Linked DNA regions of Anas platyrhynchos: region 1 is linked to region 2. Evidence: chromatin contacts called from public Hi-C data. All regions are on one chromosome and are shown on one strand. The core of a region is the stretch at or near the end of the contact, and the rest is flanking DNA. Distances in the headings are between cores, read along the strand shown. Region 1 overlaps OTOG (otogelin). Region 2 holds the start of MYOD1 (myogenic differentiation 1).

Region 1 (5,039 bases), core at 422-2,921, 130 kb before region 2:
CTGGGGAAAGTAACAAAATAAAAAGGTACAAGATGAGAAGGAGAGTTTAAATACCTTTTTTCATAGTCTTAACCTTTATTTTAAATACAACCTTCTGTTGAAGTCAGTATAATTAAACATTTTTTTTTTTCTTTTCAAGTAAATAGATTTTTTTTGAACATGGCAAGAAATTATTCTGACAATGGCAAATGTTATTCTTGTGGGGTAGAAGTCAATATAAAAAATGGCAGGATGGACTTGTGACCAGTAGGTATTGTCAATACACACACACACACACACAGAGTGGCCGAGGTACTAAGAAAGGTAATTGTGACTCAACAGAACACCACAATCTGTCAGTGGTAAAAAATAAAATTAAAACTCTTCATTGGATTACACTAGTAGTTCTACTACAGTACTGACTGTTCTTATTACCACAGAATTAAATTTGAAAGCCACAGAAAATGAAGATCATAAATGCTTCTCTGAAGTCCAAGCATGTGAGAGAAATACATATGGGGTTGGCAAAGTGTATAGGCACATTCATACAAAAGCTTTCTACAGTACCATAACCATTTATATGCTCAGCTCCTGTTAGGTAAAATAGGATCATAGAATGTTTTGGTTTGGAAGGGACTTTAAAGATCATCTCATTCCAACCAGCCTACTGCAGGCAGGGACATATCCCACTAGACCAAAAATGGTCTCTCTAAGCCCCATCCAATCTGGCCTTGAACACTGCCAGGGATGGGGCATCCACAGTTTCTCTGGCAACCTGTTCCACTGCCTCAGCACCCTCAGAGTAAAGAATTTCTTCTGAATATCCAGTCTAAATCCACCCTTTTTTAGTTTAAAGCCATTAAATAAATTATTAGAATAATAAATGAAAGAGTAACAAACGATGAGAATAAATTGATGATGAAAAAAAATGATGATGACATGAGCCAAAAGTGTGGCCAGCAGAACAAGAGAGGGGATTCTCCCCCTCTGCTCCGCTGTTGTGAGACCCCACTTGGAGCCCTGCCTTCAGTTCTGGGGCTCCCAGCACAAGAAGGATGTGAAAATAACAAAACACATCAAGAGGAAGGCCACAATGATGATCAGATCGCTGGCGCATCTCTTCTATAGACAGGCTGAGGGAGTTGGCATTGTTCAGCCTGGAGAAGAAAAGGCTCGGGTGAGACATTATATGGGGCCTACAGGGAAGCTGGGGAGGCACTCTGTCAGGGAATAAGAGGATAAGAAAAATGGTTTTAAACTAAAAGAGGGTAGGTTTAGATTAGGTATTTGGAAGGAATTTTTTATTCTGAGGGTGTTGAGGTGAACAGGTTGCCCAGAGAAGCTGCGGATGCCCCATCCTGGAGGTGTTCAAGGCCAGGCTGGATGGGGCTTCGAGCAACCTGGTCTGGTGGGAAGTGACCCTGCCCATGGCAGGGGGTTGGATCCGTGTGAGCTTTAAGGTCCCTTCCAACCCAAATCATGCTGTGTTTCTGTGATTCTATAAATGTGGGCTCAGCTGGCATGTTGACAGGAACGACTGCCATCCAGGGCATACTTCATCATTTTGTTAAGGATTTGCTCTGTCACCAAATAGAAGACAAATGCTGAGAGACTTCACCAGGAGGTACGTGGTTATCTTCAAATGCCATAGCAAATCCTTTTGAGGAAAACACGTCTGATACAAGAATCTTGACTCATTGTCTGTAAACTGTGTATCATTCTTTTGTTGTGAGTGAACAGTACTGTTGCACAGAGTACAGTAAGCTCATGTTACTGCTTGCGGATTGGGGGAATTTAACTATTAAAAAAATGGGAAGCATGTAGTGGAGGTGGCTGATTAGCCTCCCGAATAGTATAAAGCATTCATGCCTTGTGCTGGTGAAATCCAGTTTCTGAGCAATGGTATTTTCTGTGATGGGAAGAGCAGTGCTCGAGTTCCGGCATAAAATTTAATATCTAAAATCAATACAGAGAGTGAAAGGAATATTACCCTCAGTTTAGGAAGAGGTACTTTAAATGGCTGTAGAGCCATTGTTGCTACTTTTCCTTTTACCCCAGTGACTCTGAGTACTAGGGTCATAGTTTATATATAAAGGTAGTGAAAAGAGGCAAAAATATCTATTATGTTACCTTGATTTAAGGATACTTTATTATTCTCTTGGCTTAGTCTTGAATTCATTGTAGTTAAAACAAGACTGCCTGTTTTATCTCACATTCATTTTCTGCCTTATCTTTGTTTAGCATAAACTTTGTAAGCAGGAACTGCATCTTGCTGCGTGTTTTTCATGGTGGCTAGCACAGTCAGGTAGGTCCTTGAGCTGCATAGGCATTCCAGAAGTGATGTTGTCAGTAATGAAAAGTTAAAATACGAAGAATAAAATTAAATCAATATAAGCTGAAAATTGTCTAATGATGTAGAAGCATTTTCCCATAACTCATAAGGCATGTATTTCACTTTATCTGATGGGTTTACTTGAGATGTACTGAAAACTTTGGAGATACTGGAAACCAATTCATGGAATATATTCAGCTCTTGCTGTGGTGATACGGTCTGTTCTTTTATACAATTTAAACATTACAAAAAATGAATAGAGCTTTGTATGGCATGTTGAGTACCTTCACATCCATTGACTAGAAAATTAAGCACCCATTGGTTCTACAGCTCTCCTTTGAAAATCATTTTTATGACAAGGTTCATGGATTCATCTATTGTCTGTCCTTTGTTCTGCAAAATCAGGGAGAAATTTTGCAGAAAAGCATGATTTTGTTAGTTCCTTATGGAAATCGATGTTCATGTTGCACTCAGCAAATGCTATATGCCTTTATGTACAAGCTCCCCACTATTTCCTATCAAGGCATGCAATGCCTGCAAACTCTTTGAATGTAATCTCTAGGAACGCTTGAGGGAAATGGGGCAATCGCTTCATAAAAGATGAAGTTCATATAAAGAATGAGAGAAAAGATGTTAAGCTCAGCATTTACAAGTGTTAATTCAAGATCATTGTTCTGCTAAATTGAGAAACTGGCATTCTTCATCAGGTTGTCAGATGTGTTCTACCAAGCTTGTGCCTTTATTGTGTTTGAAACTTCTGTTATGATTACTGTTGAGTTAAAAGTTATGGATCTGTCTCCATACCTAGTCTAAGGTAGTCTGATGAATGAGATTTCCTAGACTGTGCTAGAATATAGTGTGATAGTGGGTTGTTACCATGGGTAGTGAATGCTTGTTCCAGTGGGTCTCAGATGTGTTCTTTTTGTCATATATAATTTGTCCTTCAACCTTTTTACTCTGACCTGTCAGTGAATGCAAAACCTGATGCATCAGTCATTCAGACATTCCAAAATGTATGGAAATAATTCCTTTCCTCCATTAGATTTACATAATTTAAGTCAGTTTCACAAGAAGGTTAACAGATTAATTCAGGAAGTGTTCTCATTTCTGTATAGGATAGTAACTTTGTAAATACATTTGTTATTGTCATTAAGAGTCATGTTTTTGAAAGCAGCACCCGTGTCCCTGTGTAGGACAAAATGTTAAAAGTGTTAAAACACTAGATGGCAACATACACACTCTTACTTTAATAAGGGTGTGGGTGTCTGAGTTTGATTTATACCTTTGATTTAAGATAATTATTTGTACTAAAAAGGAAGACATTTATGGTTAATAATTGCAGAGGAGTAACTAACCATAACTGCAGAGGCTGCTAAATTGCAGGAAAAATGTTTTCTTGGGATTTTCCAGGAAAGATAAGTGTCGCGAGGAAGGTGTAAAAGAACTAGTCTCTGTGTATCAGTAAAGATCAGCAAAACTTAAAAGCCAAAAGATTTACAAAGACCCAAAATGGAAAGTCCTTCTAAGCAGTAAGCATTCTCTTTCTGGTCATTAATATAAATATTGTTCAAGTGCAGCTATTGTTCACAGGCTCTGAACCACATAGGTTTCAGACCACTTTTAGCATTCTAGAGGGGACAAATATGTCATGGTGGTGTTTTTCTTTAGGTATAGATGTAAGGAAAGTGCCAATGCCCTACCCTGGCTGCTACAGGAAGGAGCTGAGGTGGGCTGTTGTAGTTCAGGTACCAAAATCCAGACGGATTGCATAAGTCACACAGACTAGGAAAAGCCACTGGAGTACATCCAGCATTGATATGGGAAACCATTCTGCATGCAGATGGGACAGAGATACAGTGAAAAGGAAAGCATGTAATGCATTTGAACATGCAAGTGTATGCCCCCATGTATGCCACCCGTATGATTGCCGAAACTTTGTTTCTCTGAGGTTTTATATTCAGTCTATGACTGAGTCCATTGATTTGTCATCTTTACATTCATTCTGTAGTCATTGCATAATTTAATAAGTATTGTATAACTCATCCTTACTTATGTTTATTTTCACTCTGAATTTTAACTCTTCCTTTACCTGTATTTGTACTTTGGGTTTCAATTATCCAGATTTGAAGCATTTCAATAAACATTATCTACATAGATTTTCTGAAGGCAAGTTGGCTGGGCGGGTGGGTGGGTGGGTTTGTTGGTTGGTTTTGTTGGGTTTCAGTTTGCCATTGTGTGTTTTATTTTTTGATAGCATTTTGTTTGCTGAAATATATATTTTCAGTTAAAATTTCCAAGACAAAATATGATCGTTTCTCTGTTGCTTTGACCACCAGTTAGAATTTCAGGTTCAAAATGGTTTAGGTTTCAATTATTCTCTTGGAATGCCTATCTTAAAGTGCTTCTGTGAAGATCAACTGTTAAGATGCATTGTTGTAAAGAGACTAAATTGGCCTAATACCAGATTATTTGCTTTGGTTATTTGTGTTCATTTTAGCTTTTAAAATGCAATTGTATCATAACAGTTAGTACACCTATCTCAGCTAATTTTAACACCAGGCAAACCACAGTTATGATACACTGTGTTATAAATTATATCAGTGTTTCCAATTGGTGCTTTTTCTTTTGATTGTAACAGCAAGAATTGTACTGAATCTTTATCCTGTTTTTGCATTTTAATTGAATAACCACAAGATTCATTGTTGTTATGCTTTTCAAAAGCTTTTTA
Region 2 (5,114 bases), core at 2,597-5,096:
ATTTTTTTTATACCCTTTTCCTCATCTTTTGAGCCACAGCTCAAAATCCAGCCCATATTTTTTTTTTTTTTTTTTTTTGCTTAAATGATAGCTAGGTTGCTAGTTAACCTAGGTTGTCAGCATTAATCATATTTTTATCTATGCTATTCTTCCTAGAAACCCAAAGCTTTTAGGCCTCTTCTGTCTTAAATGACTACTGGGGTTAGTTTGTGCAAATTATTTTTAACAGTATATACAACTCTTATTCAAAGCAAACTTTAGTACAAAGTAATTTCCATTTGAGAGAAAAGCTAAATATTTTTTATATTATTAGATATTTTAGTATACTAACATAATGCAACAAACTTGTTAGAAGACAAAACTTGTTTTAAAAAAGTCTTTTATCACAGTAGCAGCTTAAATAAGTAGTCCAATTCATTTATTTACAGCCCAGCTGTTTCTAGTTGTATGCGTCTCCAAGATGAAGGATGCAAACACTTCCTCAACAGTGGGAACATGGCTATGTGCTGGTTTTTTACTCACTTTTACTCACTTTTTTTTTTACTCACTTGCCTTTTCTCATCCTCGGAAAGCAGATGATGTAAATCAGGGGTCCACATCTAATAACTCAAGAAAATTTGGACAGTACTTTTGGATACATGGTTCAACTCTTAGGTTGCCCTGTGTGCAGTCAGGAGTTGGACTCTGTGATCATCAGCATATTATATCACTGTAAGTTCCTTCCCCTCACCTGCTACAAGAGTGCCTTTCTTTCTCAACATGGGCTGGCTACAGGAAGAGGAACTGGCTAGATCAGCTACATTGCTTTTTTTTTATATACCACTTTTTTATGCATATGGGTTTTGCTCCGTTGAAAGATTCTTACACTTTTATGTAATAGTGTAAACGGTATACCTATCGTGTTTGAAAAATAAATTCAGTTGAACATTAAAAAATGGCATGTAGCTTCTACATCGTATTCCCCATTTGACAACACAGAAATCTCTTCCCCAAGAGATTTTTGCAAACAAACAACACAGTACCAATACTTACCTGCTGTGGAGAAAGTTGCACAGGTGACTTCAAAGATGAAAAGAGTAGACCGCAGAATGACACAAATGCTAGAAGACTGTACTAAGGTGAGAACAGTGCACAATGAAACATGGTCGGAAAACTCTTGACTTTGATGCACAGCTGCAGCTAAGTACCCATTTCTGCAAAACTGCATTAGCCTACTTCATTTCTGGTAGTGTTGAAACACAGGATAGACAATTACAGTGCTGATGCTTTCTCAAACTTTCTGCTAATAATGATTTAGCTTTTCAGGGGGAGGGGTGGTTAGGGAGGAGTCACTGTTAGGAACATGCTGGATTTGTCTGTTGGGGATGGCTGCTCTTGAATACATCAGAAATTTAAAAGATATTTCCATCTGGGCTGGATTCCAACACCCACTCTCACGCTGAGCATACCTTATTCAACAATTAGTTCCACTGACTACAACTCAACATGAATAAGAGCAATGGAATCCATCCTCCATATTAAAATATAGCGCACTTAATACGAAGTGAGCAAAACTGCTAGTTGAACTATAAACTAGTGCCAAATAAAAACAAGTAGTACAGCCAATGCTTGACTTCTACAATGGGCTTTTCCTTTAAGGAGTCATTACCTTTCTACAGTGTAGGCACAGCTTCCAGCATTTAACATCTTAAATGAGTTTCACCACAACAAAAATCCAACTTTTCAATGCAGGGCTGCTCCTTTTCCCCTGAAACAGTGCCACGTGTGTTTCTAAAAGATGCTTACCTTCACCTCTGCAGCTGGATGTTACCAGCACATTTTCAGACTTCAAGCCTTTTTCTCTTCCAAAATACCTCCTGGACCCTCTGCCTGAAAAGACAATTCTGTTAATTTTAGGTAAACTCACAATCAGCTATTTTCCCAGTTTATCATCTGAAAAAGAAAAAATAAATCAGTGACTATAGGTAGCTGAAGTTTTTTTTTGTCCACATGTTGTTTGTGCTGTGAGGCACATACGCCTATGAATATTACCTCAGGAAGTCTGTCAGCAGTACCTGTCAGTTGTGAATAGGATGAGCCTCTCCGTGCTTTGTAGTATGGGATGTACAATCTGCCTCTGCCTTCTCATCTTCATTTCAACCATACCCTGAGAAACAGGGATGAAGGATAAATGTGGAACAGTTATAGTGACAACAAAGTTTAAAGTAACCATACAGGTTTTCTTCCTTAGCTGGTTGTATACACACTCTGTACTTGCAAAGCAATGTCCAAAACCACCCAAACACACCACCTGCACTGCTCAGAATAGCCATCAGTGCCCTATATAACTGCATCTAAATTGGAAGCTCTGGAAGGACCTTATCTTTACTTGAAGTTATGAGTTACAGAGGCTTACAAACAGGTGTTGACAATGGCGTATTTCTAAACACTGCCATAAGCACTGCCTGTGGTTGTAGGGAAAGGGAGCTTGCTGCTGCCTACTCTCAGAGCAAGGAATTAACTTACAGCCTCTGTGGAGAACACGCCGTCCTTCCTCTTCTCCACTATGGCCACACAAAATTGAGAAGAGCAGCTCAGGATTTTGTGTTTTTGCAAGGACTTCTTTCAGGCATACCACAGAAGGCAACATCTTCCTGGACAAATGCAGCTGTGGGCAAAACACTGGAAAATGAACATGAGTTTTGGTGGTGGCAGCACAAGGTAAGTCTTCAAAGGCAGCTTCACTGGAAGACCACTCCAAGCAGAGCTCACCAGCTGCTCGTGGCTTCTTCCTGACTTTTTCACTTCAGTGAATTCATGCACTTAAGCGTGTTCATGGGCAGTTAAGTTACAGACAGTCTTGCTTGTATCGCTTGTCTACGTCCAGCCATTTGTTACTACTTTGCCCAAATTATGTGATCTGTGTGCAAGTCCCACAATGCTTTTTTCTGGGGTCTAATATAGCCTAGAAGCACGCTTACAGTGGCAGAATATGCTACAGCATGAGGTAATTATTAGGAAAATTACCTTTTCCACAAATTAAAATAACGATCTGCAAGGAGTTTGTGTGTTTTGAGTAGGTCACACGGCCAGCACCAAGCCTTGATTCTCCACGTACACACTCAGCGTTAAACTATTTATCATTTTTCTGCTATTGTATGTGTGGCATTACTTTGAATACAAATTATTTTCACTTCTAGCTGTTCAGTAAAGATTAGAAATAAAAATCTGTTCATTCCTTCTGGATCAAAGAACCTCTGTACTAACAGCAGTGTTTCCACAAGCTGGCTGCTCTGCCTCTCCGAACAGCTGGGAGATACACTTGTAAGTGAGTAAGGGTGGTCAATAGTTGATCTCCTTGGGACATATCGTTTTTCAGCGCTGGATACAGTGAAAGAACAAACTTGTACGGAGTCCAAAACATCCACCTAAAAGAAAAAAATAAAAAATAAAAAAAATATTTGGGGTAGTGACAGAATGTCCCTAACAGCTCTTATCTTTGCATTTGAAGACAAGTCAGTAGGAATTAGGGTCTGTAGGTTGGGAATGTTTGCAAAAAACTGAATCACACAACGACAGAAGGGCAGCGGAGGAGCGGAGCGGGCGGCACCTGCGGCTGCCGGGCCGCCCCCCGGCCACCCTGGGGGGGGCTCCGTGCTCCACGGCCCCCTCCCCGCCCCTCTCCGCCCCGTCCCGTCCCGTCCCCCCGGGGGGCTCCGGCATAAATAGAGCCCCGAGCGGCGCTCCCGGAGCGCTGCGCCTGGGGAGGGGGTCGGCGGCGGTGCCCGCAGCAGCAGCCGGCGCTCGGCAGCCCTCAGGGAGCCCCCCCCGACCCCCCTAAGTGTCGCCCCCTCTCCGCCGCCCCCATGGACTTACTGGGCGCCATGGAGATGCCGGAGGGCTCCCTCTGCTCCTTCACGGGCGCCGACGACTTCTACGACGACCCGTGCTTCAACACGTCGGACATGCACTTCTTCGAGGACCTGGACCCCCGGCTGGTGCACGTCGGGGGGCTGCTGAAGCCCGAGGAGCACCCGCACCACCACGGGCACCACCACCACGGGCACCCGCACGAGGAGGAGCACGTGCGGGCGCCCAGCGGGCACCACCAGGCCGGCCGCTGCCTGCTGTGGGCGTGCAAGGCGTGCAAGAGGAAGACCACCAACGCCGACCGGCGGAAAGCCGCCACCATGAGGGAGAGGCGGCGGCTCAGCAAGGTCAACGAGGCCTTCGAGACCCTCAAGCGCTGCACCTCCACCAACCCCAACCAGCGCCTGCCCAAGGTGGAGATCCTGCGCAACGCCATCCGCTACATCGAGAGCCTGCAGGCGCTGCTGCGGGAGCAGGAGGACGTTTACTACCCGGTGCTGGAGCACTACAGCGGGGAGTCGGACGCCTCCAGCCCCCGCTCCAACTGCTCCGACGGCATGGTGAGTGCCCCGTCGCCGAGGCCCCTCGAGCTCCGTCACGGGGCGAGTCGCCTCCTCCTGCCCTTCCCGTAGCTGCTGGCGTACGTCCTCCCCCGGCAGAAGATGAGCTCCCTTCTCCTGCCATGAAGTCCAGCAGCAACAGGGTCCCCACGCCAGGCTGTCTAGGAAAAGAAGAAAAATCGGTTATGGGCCTTTCCCAGGGAAAAAAAAAAAAAAAACAAAAAACAAAAAACAACACAAAACTGGGAGAAGTTAGGCAGTGTGCTAGGGGAGCGGTCTGGGATGGGTACCAGGGAGCGCAGTGAGGTCTGAGCCCTCCTCGTGCTTCAGAGCTCCCGGGGCACCTCCTCTGCTGGGGCAGCAGCGAGGAAGGTCCCAAAGGGTCATGGTAATTACAGGGGAAAACTCTCAGGGGAACTGATAGAGAGTCTGGGTTTTGTTTTCTGCCATTCGTCATGATAACAGGGCAGTCTAAGCAACAGTTGTCGTCTTTCTTGACCTGTTTGAAAACGGTTTTCCTCTTCTCCTCACACTTCACCTCCCCAATTCCCAGCAATAGGAAAAAGACCCCAGGCTTTCAGTCCTGTTCCCTCGTTATGGGGAGGGGAGAAGGGCTGCAGGGAGGCTGTCTCACAGCCTAATCTCATCGCTGGGGCTGTGGGCTTGGACTCTGCTCGGACGCAGGGTGGTGGGGATGTGGTGCCT

The links. Hi-C and Micro-C count contacts between places; a contact is called where the count stands out from the background.
Region 1: a contact with region 2 is called in a Hi-C map of skeletal muscle, with 5 times the contacts expected there. The contact joins the enhancer-like site here to the promoter of MYOD1 in region 2. A contact is called at or near these places in 5 of 8 Hi-C or Micro-C datasets (F1 follicle, liver, skeletal muscle and 1 more).

The regions. Positions count from the first base shown.
Region 1 is chr5:60,338,218-60,343,256 of IASCAAS_PekinDuck_T2T, reverse strand. All of the region lies in intron 33 of OTOG (otogelin), which reads left to right. Among named protein-coding and RNA genes, the nearest start is that of OTOG, 71 kb to the left of the region's middle. Within about 2 kb of position 1,671, at least 1 of the 8 cell types and tissues checked has an H3K27ac peak or open chromatin away from gene starts, as enhancers often do.
Region 2 is chr5:60,209,716-60,214,829 of IASCAAS_PekinDuck_T2T, reverse strand. It overlaps MYOD1 (myogenic differentiation 1), which reads left to right and starts at 3,846. Exons shown (of 3, transcript NM_001310358.1): 1 at 3,846-4,409. The coding sequence starts at 3,846. It overlaps LOC106015261 (a long non-coding RNA gene), which reads right to left. Exons shown (of 8, transcript XR_011809851.1): 8 at 4,212-4,566. LOC113843759 (a long non-coding RNA gene) reads right to left here and starts at 3,688. Exons shown (of 10, transcript XR_011809850.1): 1 at 3,247-3,688; 2 at 2,055-2,146; 3 at 1,786-1,932; 4 at 1,033-1,113. It overlaps LOC101805444 (ferritin light chain), which reads left to right. Exons shown (of 3, transcript XM_027458182.3): 3 at 1-951.